Regions from separate parts of the Zea mays genome. Here all the other regions are linked to region 3. Evidence: chromatin contacts called from public Hi-C data. All regions are on one chromosome and are shown on one strand. Each heading gives the region's core, a stretch centred on a gene start, on an enhancer-like site or on the middle of the called end of the contact. The rest is flanking DNA. Distances are from core to core; before and after follow the strand shown.

Region 1 (4,366 bases), core at 478-2,977, 350 kb after region 3:
CCGCGCGAGGAGGCCGAACGCCTTGCCGACGTCCTTGGCGACGGAGAGGCCGTTGAGCTGCAGCTGCGTGAGGCCCATGAGCGTCTTCAGCGCGTGCGAGTAGTTGGAGAAGGTGTAGTTGTTGCCGGAGATGCACTGCACCCACACCGCCGTCACCAGCCCCAGCCACAGCCCCCAGCGCGTCCCCGCCATTAGGGCCTTTCCAAACACCTGAAGAAAATGCCCAGCCCAGTCGCTTGCTTGCTTCGAGTTCAAGCCGGCGCGCGTTGGTTCGCTTGGTGCTTGGCCGTGTGTCCCGAGGAGGAGGAGGAGGAGGTACGGAAGGGGCGGTGGAGGCATGGGGAGGTTCGCGACGGAGTGGATCTGCAGGCAGGAGGGGTTGCGGCGGCCCACGAGGCGGGAGGAGGAGTTCTTGGGCGATGAAGGCGGAGGTTGTTGAGAGCGGGCGTAGCGGGTGGTGGTGGCGAGAGATTCGCGCGCATGCGGCTGCTGGCGGCGATGCGCACGAGGAGGGAGGCCGGTTGGCGGGGGATTCGCCGCGGGCGAGAGGGGGATCGCGGCGGGGGGTTCGGTCGTGCGCGTGATCCGCGGGCGGGAGAGGAATCGTGGCGGGGGCAGTCTACATTCTGCTCTTAATAGTTAGTAGAGATACCGTACTCAAAACACGCCTCGTCCTGATTTGTAGATTCATCATGGCTAGAGCCAGACGGACAGGTGGGGTCATCCGTCCCCACAAGGCTGGCCACGAAGCGCCACCGCGCCGCTGTTATCGCCTATCGATCAAAGGGGATTTTTGTTTAAGCTTTAGCCAAACATTTGGCTTCTTAGTTCGCTTGCGTGAGAATCACTTATATAAAAACCGTTCAAATCAATGTGAATATATAATCCTTCGAGTCAGACTAGGAGTTCTAGATACTAAGATCATGTTTAGGAGAGCTTCACTTTAAGAATTTCAATTTTGTTCTAACTTCTTCAACCCAAACAGGTCCAGCTCCACGAGCTTTAGTTTTTTTAAAAAATCGAAACTAGAGGCCTGTTTCATGAAATTCATGAAGCTCCTTAGAGGGTGCTTCAAAAACACTGTTTTTATATCTCCTCATGAAGCTGTACGAAAATTACTCACCTCTGGCGACAACCCACTAATCATGAATGGTAATCAAGGAAACCCACACAAATCAATTGTACTATAGAAGTTGGAGTCCATATACAAACCAAACGCTCCTGGAACTCACCTTAACAATTTGCTGGAGTTGTTTTATAGTGAAACTGGAAAACCAAAGCTGAAGTTTTTGAAGCAAAGCTCTCTCAAACAGGCCCTAAATTCTATAAACCTCTTTATCTTCGTCTACACTTAAGCTCCACGCTATTTAAATTCTCGTGACAGCCATCTTAAAAAAAGTTGTATCAGTCAAAAAAAAAGTGGAAAAAACGCTTGAAAGGGAGCCGAGCGGCCCGAGCCGTATGAGCAGTCACGGACAGAATCACTCGGCTAGGCGCCCGACTAGAGCCGGCCTTCCTGTCCTCTCCCAGCTCCCACGGCCAGGTCGCTCGCACAGTTGCACGGCAGGAGCCAGGAGGACGGTCAACAGAGAAAACGGAGCGGGCTTCGGGTCCCGGCCCAGGCCTCCTGGGCCTCGTCCGTTTTAACGCCACCTCGCGACGCGACGCAACGCAACCCCAAGTCCCCACCGCTGCTGTGCGGCACCATCACCATTCACCACACCATCAGGAATCGGGCGCCACACCACCCACAACTCTCCACCCCACCCTCGCCGCGCGTTGCTCAGTCGCAGCGAGCGAGGCGGGGCCACAGGCCACAGCGCGAGCGGGGCGGGGCGGGGCGGGGCGGGGCGGGGCGGGAGGGAGGGCCAGGGATCTCTACTCTCGTCCGTGCGGGGGCGTGGGCGTCGCATGCGGCGGCGCGCCGGGGCAAATGCGGGTAACCTCACGGTCGGAGGAGCGCTGACGCGGCGGCGGCAGCCAGGGAGCGATGCAGGCGCCGGAGCAGCAGCAGCAGCACCAGCAGCGGCAGAGGAAGGTGAGGGGCAGGCTCTCGTTCCGCTTTCTCGTCGTCGCATGTGGGAGTTTGGTTCCTTTCTCGTGGGAGTTTTCCGTCTCGTCGTCGTCTGTGGGAGTTTGGTTCCTTTCTCGTGGGGGGGGGGGGGGGGGGGGGGGGTGTGGTTGGCGTCCCGGTGGACGCGCGGTCGTCAGGGTTGTTGGCTTTTCAGATCGGTTGGCCTGCCGGGTTGGACCTTGCAAGCCGACGGCAGCTCTGAAATCGTCGAATAGTATGTGAGATAAAAAGGAGCCTTCCTGGTCCTGGATGTGCACGAGAACCGTAACCATTTACTCCTTCTCCGCAATTGTTCATCGCCTTCGTTGCGGAAAGACGGTCGCGTAGGGCTGTACTTGGATTTCAGTTGTGGAGTCGCCACAGTTCAGGTAGGGAAATTTGCTATTTTGTCACTCTCAGTTGTGAACTTCTCTATTTTAGACTCAGGCCCACAAATCATAGACACAGATGGCCCCACAAGTCATAGACAGAGGGTCACATAATAACATTTAGCCCACGTTAAAAAGGCTAAAATAGCAAATTTTTCGTTCAGGTTCGTGCGTGTGCCAAAAGAGTATTTTCGCTTCATGGTTTCCCTGGATCGGAAGTTTTCTGAATAACTACCGAGAGGTTATCTGTTGGATTTGCCAGTGGACGGTTTCTCGATAATATCTGAACTCTCTTCCGGTGTTGGGCGACGTCCTCTTTTTTTACCCTCGAAAGGAAATGGCATCCTTTGCCACTTTTCCAACTGTGTCGAATACAAGTTGCTCCCTAAAGGACTGGTTAGGCCTTTTCCCCACCCAGCTAACCCGTGATGGCACGCCAGAAAAAGCTGGTTCAGGTCATAGAGGTATCGCAAACGAGGAATTAGATTCGCTGAGTGGTTTTTGTGTTTATCCCAATCCATTCTGTGGCCTCTCTCGTCATCTTTTCCTTCGAAGAAAGAAAAAAAGATTAATTTGTTCTAGCGGATTAGCTTATCAATATATTCTATGCCCACTCAGGAGTCATGTCGATTGAGTATGCCCAAGAACTCTCCCTTGAAGTTTAATTCTTCCACTTCTGCGTTAGTCTCGTTTTGTCTTTCACGCTTGACCAGCCCTGCTCTGCTCATTGCTGGAGGCAAAGGAAGGTTTGCGCTGGAGGGTAGGTGTAGTGTAACATAAACTATCAGTGCCCAGTTCCTGATTGTGCCATAATCTTCGTTAGTTAGTTGAAACAAATGTGTTTCAGTGGTTATTTGGGTAGGAATTAGGAAGAAAGCTTGGGTGCCAAGCTTCACATAATCTAGTTTCCTCGTTCACTGTTATCTTGAGTCTATTTATAATTTTGTAAATCTGGCAGTGGCATTCTCGTGAAGGTTATTTTTTGCAATTACTGAGGATAGCATGTATTATCTACCCTAGGAACAATCCAATTTTTCACTCCTTCTGTCCACACCATCGAAATCCTAAGATCTGATATTGGGTTTAGTGTTTGAAGCAGATTCCACATTTCTACTCAGTTAAATTGATCCTTCTCATTTAATCACTATAAATCTATATGTTTTTTGCTTATTAGTAGTGCTTTCTTGAACAGAGTTAATTCAGTATGTTAAATTTTGCTCAGGGTTCATCAGAGATGGACTTCTTCAGTGAATACGGTGATGCTAACAGATACAAAATCCAAGAGGTCATTGGCAAAGGAAGTTATGGCGTTGTTTGCTCAGCTGTTGACCAACATACTGGCGACAAAGTGGCAATCAAGAAAATACACAATATCTTCGAGCACTTATCTGATGCTGCACGGATCCTACGTGAGATCAAACTACTTCGGCTATTACGCCATCCTGATATAGTTGAGATCAAGCATATAATGCTGCCTCCATCAAGGAGGGACTTCAAAGATATCTATGTTGTATTTGAGCTGATGGATACAGATCTCCACCAAGTCATCAAGGCAAATGATGATTTAACCAGAGAGCATCATCAGTTCTTTCTCTATCAGATGCTCCGTGCACTGAAATACATTCATACTGGTATTTTTTTTTCTTTTTAGAAATTGGTGTCTTAGTTAGGGTACAGTTTTTGTATCTTTATGATTGTCCTACCTCATACTACAATTTATATATCTTGTTATCATTTTTCTTGAAAAATAGTGGGACAAGTACTATTTGGATGGTGGACCAGAGTGGTGTTTTCACACATTAATAGCACTTTAGCATTAATCTATTAACTAAAGCTGTTATTCCTGATTGTTTCTGTTCTTCCTATTTAGTGTACCTTTTATTATAAATATATTTGGACTCTCATCTCATACATAGACTTGTAT
Region 2 (3,970 bases), core at 271-2,770, 460 kb before region 3:
ATGTTCTCCAAAACGTTTTATTGGGGTTGTTGCTAAAAAATATTTCTTAAAAAAAGCTAAACCCACAGCAGACGGCTAATACATAATCCCAAATACTTTTGAAACAACTAGTATCCTGTCTTTAGTTGGCATTTCGTCGAACATGTAAACTACATGCGGTAGAAAGCTAACAGTACAAGCAATAAGAACACGTATTTATTTCTTCCTGTGCCTCGCCGGCCGGTCAGCGTGCTCATTTGTCCCCATGTGGATCGACCATGGCCAGGTCAGCGTGCTCATTTGCACGGCCAGGACCCCAGGGGTTGCAAGACGACCGCGGGGCTAGAGGAGGCAACGTCGAGGACTACTTTGCGGAGGAGCCGGCGGCGCGGCAGGCCGTGTAAAAAGCGAAGGCGAGTAGGGGCGATTGGGGAGGATCTGTGACGCTCAAATTTGCGGGAGGGCAGGAAATGGATGAGGGAAGCAAAAAAAATGGGTATAGTTGTTGCACAAACGGTCGGCCCGGTTCCGCACGGCACGGGCCGGCCCGACGGATAATCAGGCCATGCCCGATCGGCCCGCGTGTCGCAGCTACGGTCCAATCACGGCATACCGGCCTAGTAGCTATGCTGGGCCGATCCGTTAACTTGTTCATGTTGTGTTGTTAAATCAGGAAAAATAGTAAAAAAAACTATACACAAGTGAGGTTTTAAACCCACGACCTCTCTACAAGGCTGAAAACGCTACATGAAGGAGACTAACATGTAAAACTTACATCTAGTGCATTTGTTGTAAAAATAGCAATTATAAAATCTAAATATATATACTATGTTTTATAAAATAAAAAATATAATCGTGTCGGACCGGACTGGCACTGCGGGCCGATGCAATGGCGTGCCGGGCCCGGTCTGGAACTATTAAATGAGTTGTGCTTTGGGCCGGTCCGTTAAACACGACCCATTTGGCCATCTATAAATATAAATATGGGGAGAAGAGGGAATGGTTGGAGGGCTCAAAATGTGTTTTTTCCTTAAAACGTTTTTGGGTTGGTTTAGGTGATTTCTTGGAGATACCCTAAGAGCATCTACAACAACGACCTATAAAAAAACTCTATAATTTAAAAATGAGTATAATTTATATAATTTAGGGCATCAACAAAACACACCGCTCTAACAGTAAAGCCTCAAATATAGATTATATGACAGCCCACTATAGTGTATTTGAGGCACTTGAGAATGTATCTTATAGTTTTTTGATCAAATTTTATGAAATGAGGCACTGTTGTAGTTATTTTTTCAGTGTAAAACTCTATATTTTAATTTAAGACATTAGCTTGAGATATTGTTGGAGATACTCTGATGTAAAAAACTGGTCAGACAATGACCGGAAGCAATGATAAAGATCACGGAACCATGGACCGGGTTCACGAAATAATGGTATCACATACAGACAGGCAGCGGCAACCAACCCGATCACGTTGCCCCCGCGCGGCTAGACGCCTAGACTAGCCCCACGACCTCCACCTCGACCAGTCTCGATCCCGTGGACTCCCGATTGCCTCCTCAGCAACTTCCATACCCCCAGCGCGGCGGTGCCGGAGCGAGCAGAGCAGCCGGAGGGCCTGTCGGATCCGCCGCCGTCAAGATGAATGACGCCGATGTATCCAAGCAGATCCAGCAGATGGTGCGGTTCATCCGCCAGGAGGCCGACGAGAAGGCCAACGAGATCTCCGTCTCCGCCGAGGAGGTCAGTTTACCCTGCCTGCCGCTTCCTCACCCTCCTAGAAGCTTCCAGAAGCTTCTAGATGCTTGTCTCTGTACTCTCAGCTGCCCGATCTGGCTGACGCGCTCCATGATCCCGAAGCATCTGGGAGAGCCGGCTTTAGCTGCTCGATTGTTTTAACGCTTGGTGCTTCGCTTATTGTGTACGAGATCCGTAGTCCCAAGCGACAAAGGCCCCCAGTTCCGAGGCAGATCGAGGAGAGTTTGGAGTTGGGTTAGCGGCTCTAGGGCTTTGGGCTTGTTACGCTCATGGTGGGTGGTGAACATTGTAGAGAGTTCTAGATCGCGGAGGTTTTGTGCCTCCAACCCTCCACGCTTTTGAGTTGGTATTCACGCCATTCTCTACCGACTGGCATAATTCTAGGGCTCCTGTATAACTGTAGTCAGACGAGGTATGTTTTCGGAGCTCACAAATGGTTCACATGCTTCCTGAATGTTCTGGAAACAAAATTGGAGCTTAAGCTGAATTGGGAACTCCTAAGACGTGATTCTCATCCTTCATCTAGAAGCTAAATGATCTTAAGCTGAATCACTCCATTTCTCCTCTTGATTAATTCTATGTCATTCCCTTCAAAGGGAACGTCTCATGCTTGGATGCCCAATTTGTCTTCTGGCTTGGTTCTAGGAGTTATGCTTCAAAAGTTCAAATAGCTTTCTGAAAATAAGAGTGTAACCCCTGATATCAAAAGTTCAAACAACTAATCACAACTTCTGTATGTCCGGTACCTAATTACCTAAGCCATTAACCATGTATCACTTTTTAAGGTGTCTTCTATTTTCTCGTTGTAGTGTAGACATTGAAGTAACTGTACTGGAAGATGCGATCTGATCGATACCAATTTTGGTTGGTTGCTTGATGAATTGCTAGTGTGCTAGACACTGGACGACAAATTTACTTGTTGGAGGGCTTCTACAATCATGCATATTCATGTATTTTCCTTTTTGTCTTTGCTGCCAACTTATGAACACAGTGTACCAATTAAATTCAATGTATGAGATCACATGCGTGTATGATTAATATACTGATTCTGCTACAGTGTAGTAGAATATGATGGACCATTATGTTCAACCTCCATTGGTAGAATACACCTGCCAAACATTCAAAATCTTGACTAATAATATGTATAAACTATAAAGATTACCTATTTACTTGTGTGAAAAACACATTGCTAGACCTATCTTTTAAAAAATGCTTCCATAAAAGTACATTTGTTATTGTAGATCGGCATGAAAAAAGTAGCATGCACAGTTTAGTCTTGAAGAATGAAGATCATAAAAAACTAAACAATACAAGAAAACATTCACTTTGTGTGCTATATTTGGGTTGAGGAAATAGTAGTGTGTTCCCTGGGGCCTGGATATACATGTGCTGCCTTAATGTTTGATTTCATGAAAATAGTCATGTATTGAAGTCTTTGCACAATATATACACCTCTTTTCGTTGCTATTTCCACACCCAACTTTTGCCTGATTATTCATGTTTATGCATTTGGATGGAAGTCGAATGTGAGTTAATTATTAACTATACTGCCAGTAAATTGTGTCAGAGATTTAGGTTTATCATTAGAACAGTAGCATCCTCTGTGCCCACATCCTCAGGCCGGACCAGGCCAAAAAAGGTCCACTTTTGCTATGACCCGAGCCCACCTGCTGCATGGCCCAATGAACTGAAGAAGACTTGGCGAGGGCATAGTGGCGCCCTGTGGCAGACGGCTGGATCCGGCACGTCTTGTGCTCCATGGTGACGTGCCTCTGCCTCTTGTCGGCCCTGTGTGCCCAGGGACAACAGGATCTGGAGCAGTTGATGTAGATTTTCTCCTGGTGGCAGACACAGAGCTCCTGCCATCTTTTGTCAGTTCAAGCTTGTCTAGCGCTGGAGGTGCTTCACGGCTAGTGGCTTGAGGATAGATTGAACGCGACTACAAGAGTAAGAGACAGGAGTCGGAGGCAGCCTGTGGAGAGGCAAGGGAGCAGAAAGCTTATAAGAGGCTAACGTGGGCCATAGGGTTGGGCACGGTGTGGGTGGCATATATGTGATAACGATGGGTTTCTGTTGTTGGGCTACTGCTGGGCCACATGTGGGATGGTAAGCCAGTGGTATTTTTCAATTAAGTTTTCCTATTCTGGCTGTCCGGTCGGCCCGTTGAAAATCAGGTCTCTCAGCCTGACCTAACATTTTCTTTGGCTTAATAATGATGGTCTGCGCTTGC
Region 3 (4,010 bases), core at 1,446-3,945:
GATCTTGGATCTAGGGTTTCTTTAACCTATGCAAAATTTCAGCAAATACTGATATAAGTTCTCAAGGTTAAAGCAAGACACAATAAAGCTAACCAAGAGATACAAAACGCAATATTAGCAGAGTTAATCACCAGCCTTGATATTAAAAACACGGTATATTAAACAATCATTATTGGTTTTATATATCCAACAAAAAAATAACATGAGTAACTGAAGATAAGCTGCAACATTTTTTTATGAGAACAGTTGAGTAGAGTTATCAGGCCAAACTAAGTTACAAAAAAAAGTTGGCTATCAGGCAAACTGAAATTACCAAGAGCATTGGCAGATTGAAACAAAAATCATACTCAACTGACCTCCTTTTTCTTATCACGCTTGCTCTTTACCTCTTGAAAAGTATCTGGAGAAAGATCAACAGTATGTGAGCTATATACAAGTGAATAGCTGGAACAATGAAAATCAACAAACCACTTTTGATTCTATGTTGCTGTTGTACACAAAACCCGTGTATATTTTCTCAAGAAAAAACAAAATTGTTGTATATTAAAGTGAGCAAGAGAAGCAAGTCTTTTCAACTGCAACACCAGCATAGCAAATATTCATCTATACAAATTGTGCTGGATAATTTTAGAAATATGCCAATGTAATTCAAACATTTGTTGGAATCCATTCTCTAACTTCCCTCATAAAGTTGGGAACGGTAGAGATCAGAGGGGGCCAGTGTTTAAAATTGTGTAATAGAGAACCTAACCCAACCAAGCACAGTGATGCCACCACAGTCACTACTTATCAGACTTACACCAGGTTAAACGGGACAACAAGAACTAAAATAGAGCCATTTGGGACAAAAATAAATAGCTACCGCAAGACATCCCCAAGGTTCATGAAACCCTTAGTCTTGCGTGAAAATAAGGTGTTCGGCGGTCAGTGACCAATATAACAAAGATTCATGCAATTACACAAACATTCATTGAGATAATATTCGAGCTAACCATCTCAATGTGGTTCTGACAACAAAAGTGCAGCAGATGCTAATACAGATCATTAACTTCATGAATCACAAAAGAATATAACTCAACATGGTAACTGAGACCATAATTACCAATTCGTTCTTTCAGTACCAAACACAAAAACAAGAAACCAGACCTATAAATCAATCCAGGTCCATGCATAATAATAATATATAAATCATAATGGGGTCTGTCTGACAAAGGAATATATATAATATTATTGGCATGTTGCAGCACACAGTTAACATGAGAAGACAAATGTTGACGCTCACTCCAAATGTAAACAGAGTCTACAAGACATGTGCAAGTTCATCCAAATTCTGTCTGAGATGAAAGAAATCAGACTGTAAAGTTCAAACGTAAGATAGAGGACTAATATCATTTGTAAGTTTGTATCTGAATACAAGCTAAGTTTGGACATGTCATTCTGGTTTTATCTTCTTATTTTAGCCTTTGTTGGGACCAGAAAGGCTTTGTTGCTGATGTTTGCCAAAACTTAAGACCCAAACAACCAGAGATCTTAGAGAGCCTCTGTTGCATTCACTCAATGGCTTCACCTTTCCCTGCCTTCTCACCAGTTGAGTTATTTTCTTTTGCATCTCCCAAATGTTGACATGTTTTATCATCCTTCAGCCAATCCAATCATTATATAATGCCTAAACACGTGAGAAAAAATGAACATGTCCTATTTCCTTATGCAAACATCTAACAGACCCATAGTTACTGCAGCTCTAAACAGTTTAAACCATAAAACACAGTGAACACAAAAGAGATCATAGCGTGATGGCAATAACGAGAAGAAACTTATCCAGTTCATTCGAGTTCATGAATAAAGACAGCCATATGTTCCTCCTTACAGTCCCAGAAGCTTAACCCACCAAAATGGTAAAGGGCCAAGTTTTATTTTCTACTGTGAGTCGCGAATGAACTGAGAAGCGCAGCTAATAAGCGCTGAAAAAAGTACTGAATTTAACACTGCAGGCAATTCCAAAAAGTTCCAAACCAAAGGCCTAAACCGGATCTTCGCAAAATCAATCGAATCCAGAACGTTGATTCTAGCCAGTCCTGCCAGGCTACCACTAGCGTGCAGCACAGTCGCCCCCAAATACTAGCAGAGCAGTAGTTAATCGCCGCAAATCCCCAAATAGAAGGACAAAAGGAAGCATGGTTCCTGATAACCCGACGCCATAGACAACTCCCCAACGCGCACTCATCCAATCCAGTCAGACACGCAAACACCCTGCACTAACGACCGAGCCTGCACATGAAACTGTGAGGAAAAGGAGAGTGACACGAGATGGAACCTTGGCAGAGGAGCCGACTGACCGCCTCGTCGGGGTCCATGCCGCACTCCCGCAGCGCCGCGTAGATCTCCGCGTCGGGACGGTTCACGATCTCCTTGAGCCCCTGCACGAGCTTCCTCGCGGACGCCGGCACGGGCCCCGACTGCCCCCTGGCTCCCCCTCCGCCGCTGCCGCTGCCGCTGCCGCTCATCCTCGCCAGAACCCCTCTCCGGGAACTCCACGCCGACGCCGACGCCAAAACTGGCTCCCGCAAGGCGGCAAATCGCTGACCGGGTGAGTGGTAGTGCAGCGGCGTCGCCTCCCCGCTTCGGCTCGGGCCTGGGCTGCTTCCGCGTCTGCTTTTGCGGCTCTGCGCCTGGCCGCCTGCTTCTTCCCCTACCCACGCAACGCAAACGGCGGCCAAATTCCAAAACCCTCCCTGCCTCGCCCTCGCCTACATTTATATACGTCTGTGAGCTGCGGCAGAGAAGAAATGGGTTAAAAAATAATTTCTCAGTTTTGTCCGCGCAATCCCCACTCCCTTCCTCTCTATCCCACCCTGTGTCCCTGTGTACACTTGTCGATTGCTCGTTGATTCCTTGAGATCACACGTCGACGCCTCAAGCTGACATTATGGGCTCACTTTACTCGGGCCCATACGTGGTCACCGTGCTTCAGTGGGTACGTCTGCGTCACGTAGGTGTAACATGCTGAGGATTCCCTCCACGAAGTGGTGCGCGGACAAGGACGTGAAAGTTCCACCCGACTCCCCCGAGGCTTTTTTTGTTCATGCCCTTGCAACAAATGCGTCCCAGGCGCTCGAAATCGAATGCCCCGAAGCGCTACCTAGACCAGGCGAGTCCGACTGTGAGCAAATCAAACAGCCTAAGTATGTGGGACAACTATATGCTGACAACTATATGCTGACCCTACGCGTCATGTCTTGGGTTATCTATTTATCTTTAGGGTTAGATAGAAACTTAAATCCTCTCTAAGATCATTAAGGTCTTATTCAGTTACATCTAAATCGGATGGTATTGAATGTGATTGAGAGGGATTAAATCTTCTTCTATTCATTTTTTACTAGAAAAAAAATTAGTTACCGTTCGGTTCATATATTTATAACGTGATCGGTAATTGATAACATTAAATCATATTTGTTTATATCTAACCGTAATCGGATATCACACTAGAAAGTGATATCGGCCTTGGTACTTAGCGTGAATTATATATTTCATAAATCAAACGGTACCTTAATCTCTTTCAATGTACCTCTAACCAAATAAGCCATAAGAGTTGGTTTGATGATTAGGAAATTAAGAGGGATTAATGAGGGAATTAGTTTATTTTCCCTCTCAATCTACTCTAATTCATCTTAATTCTTTTGTCACCAAATCAGTCCTAATATGATAATGTGAAGGCCTTGGGACACCTTGTCCAGGAAGGATGGGCGTTGTCGCATTGGCATAGGCGCGTACGAGTTGTGTATATTGGTCCTTTCGATTTTGGGTTTTGGGTGTCAGTGGGATTCTTTTCCGTCGTTTCGTTCGGGCACACACTTTTAAGGTGGGCACTGGGCAGCGAGCGTAGATCGGCAAGAGCAGGAGCCAGGAGTAGTAAGTTTCACCTGGTGTTTCCGAATTTGGTTAGATTCTTCAATCCTTTATGCTCATTTGCTAACATTTTTTCTCACGAGAAATAGTTGCTTATGTGGATT

What was found. A called contact is a pair of places that touch in the nucleus more often than the background predicts.
Region 1: a contact with region 3 is called in a Hi-C map of ear, with 2.4 times the contacts expected there. The contact joins the promoter of LOC103636141 here to the promoter of LOC103636139 in region 3. A contact is called at or near these places in 6 of 25 Hi-C or Micro-C datasets (ear, endosperm, leaf and 1 more).
Region 2: a contact with region 3 is called in a Hi-C map of endosperm, with 2.6 times the contacts expected there. The contact joins the promoter of LOC100273417 here to the promoter of LOC103636139 in region 3. A contact is called at or near these places in 2 of 25 Hi-C or Micro-C datasets (endosperm and tassel).

Annotation. Positions count from the first base shown.
Region 1 is chr8:152,923,667-152,928,032 of Zm-B73-REFERENCE-NAM-5.0, forward strand. It overlaps LOC103636141 (mitogen-activated protein kinase 8-like), which reads left to right and starts at 1,728. Exons shown (of 10, transcript NM_001301575.1): 1 at 1,728-2,038; 2 at 3,665-4,073. The coding sequence starts at 1,991.
Region 2 is chr8:152,115,992-152,119,961 of Zm-B73-REFERENCE-NAM-5.0, forward strand. LOC100273417 (V-type proton ATPase subunit E3) reads left to right here and starts at 1,521. Exons shown (of 6, transcript NM_001147854.1): 1 at 1,521-1,725. The coding sequence starts at 1,624.
Region 3 is chr8:152,573,954-152,577,963 of Zm-B73-REFERENCE-NAM-5.0, forward strand. LOC103636139 reads right to left here and starts at 2,696. Exons shown (of 10, transcript NM_001346853.1): 1 at 2,315-2,696; 2 at 357-400; 3 at 1-26. The coding sequence starts at 2,504.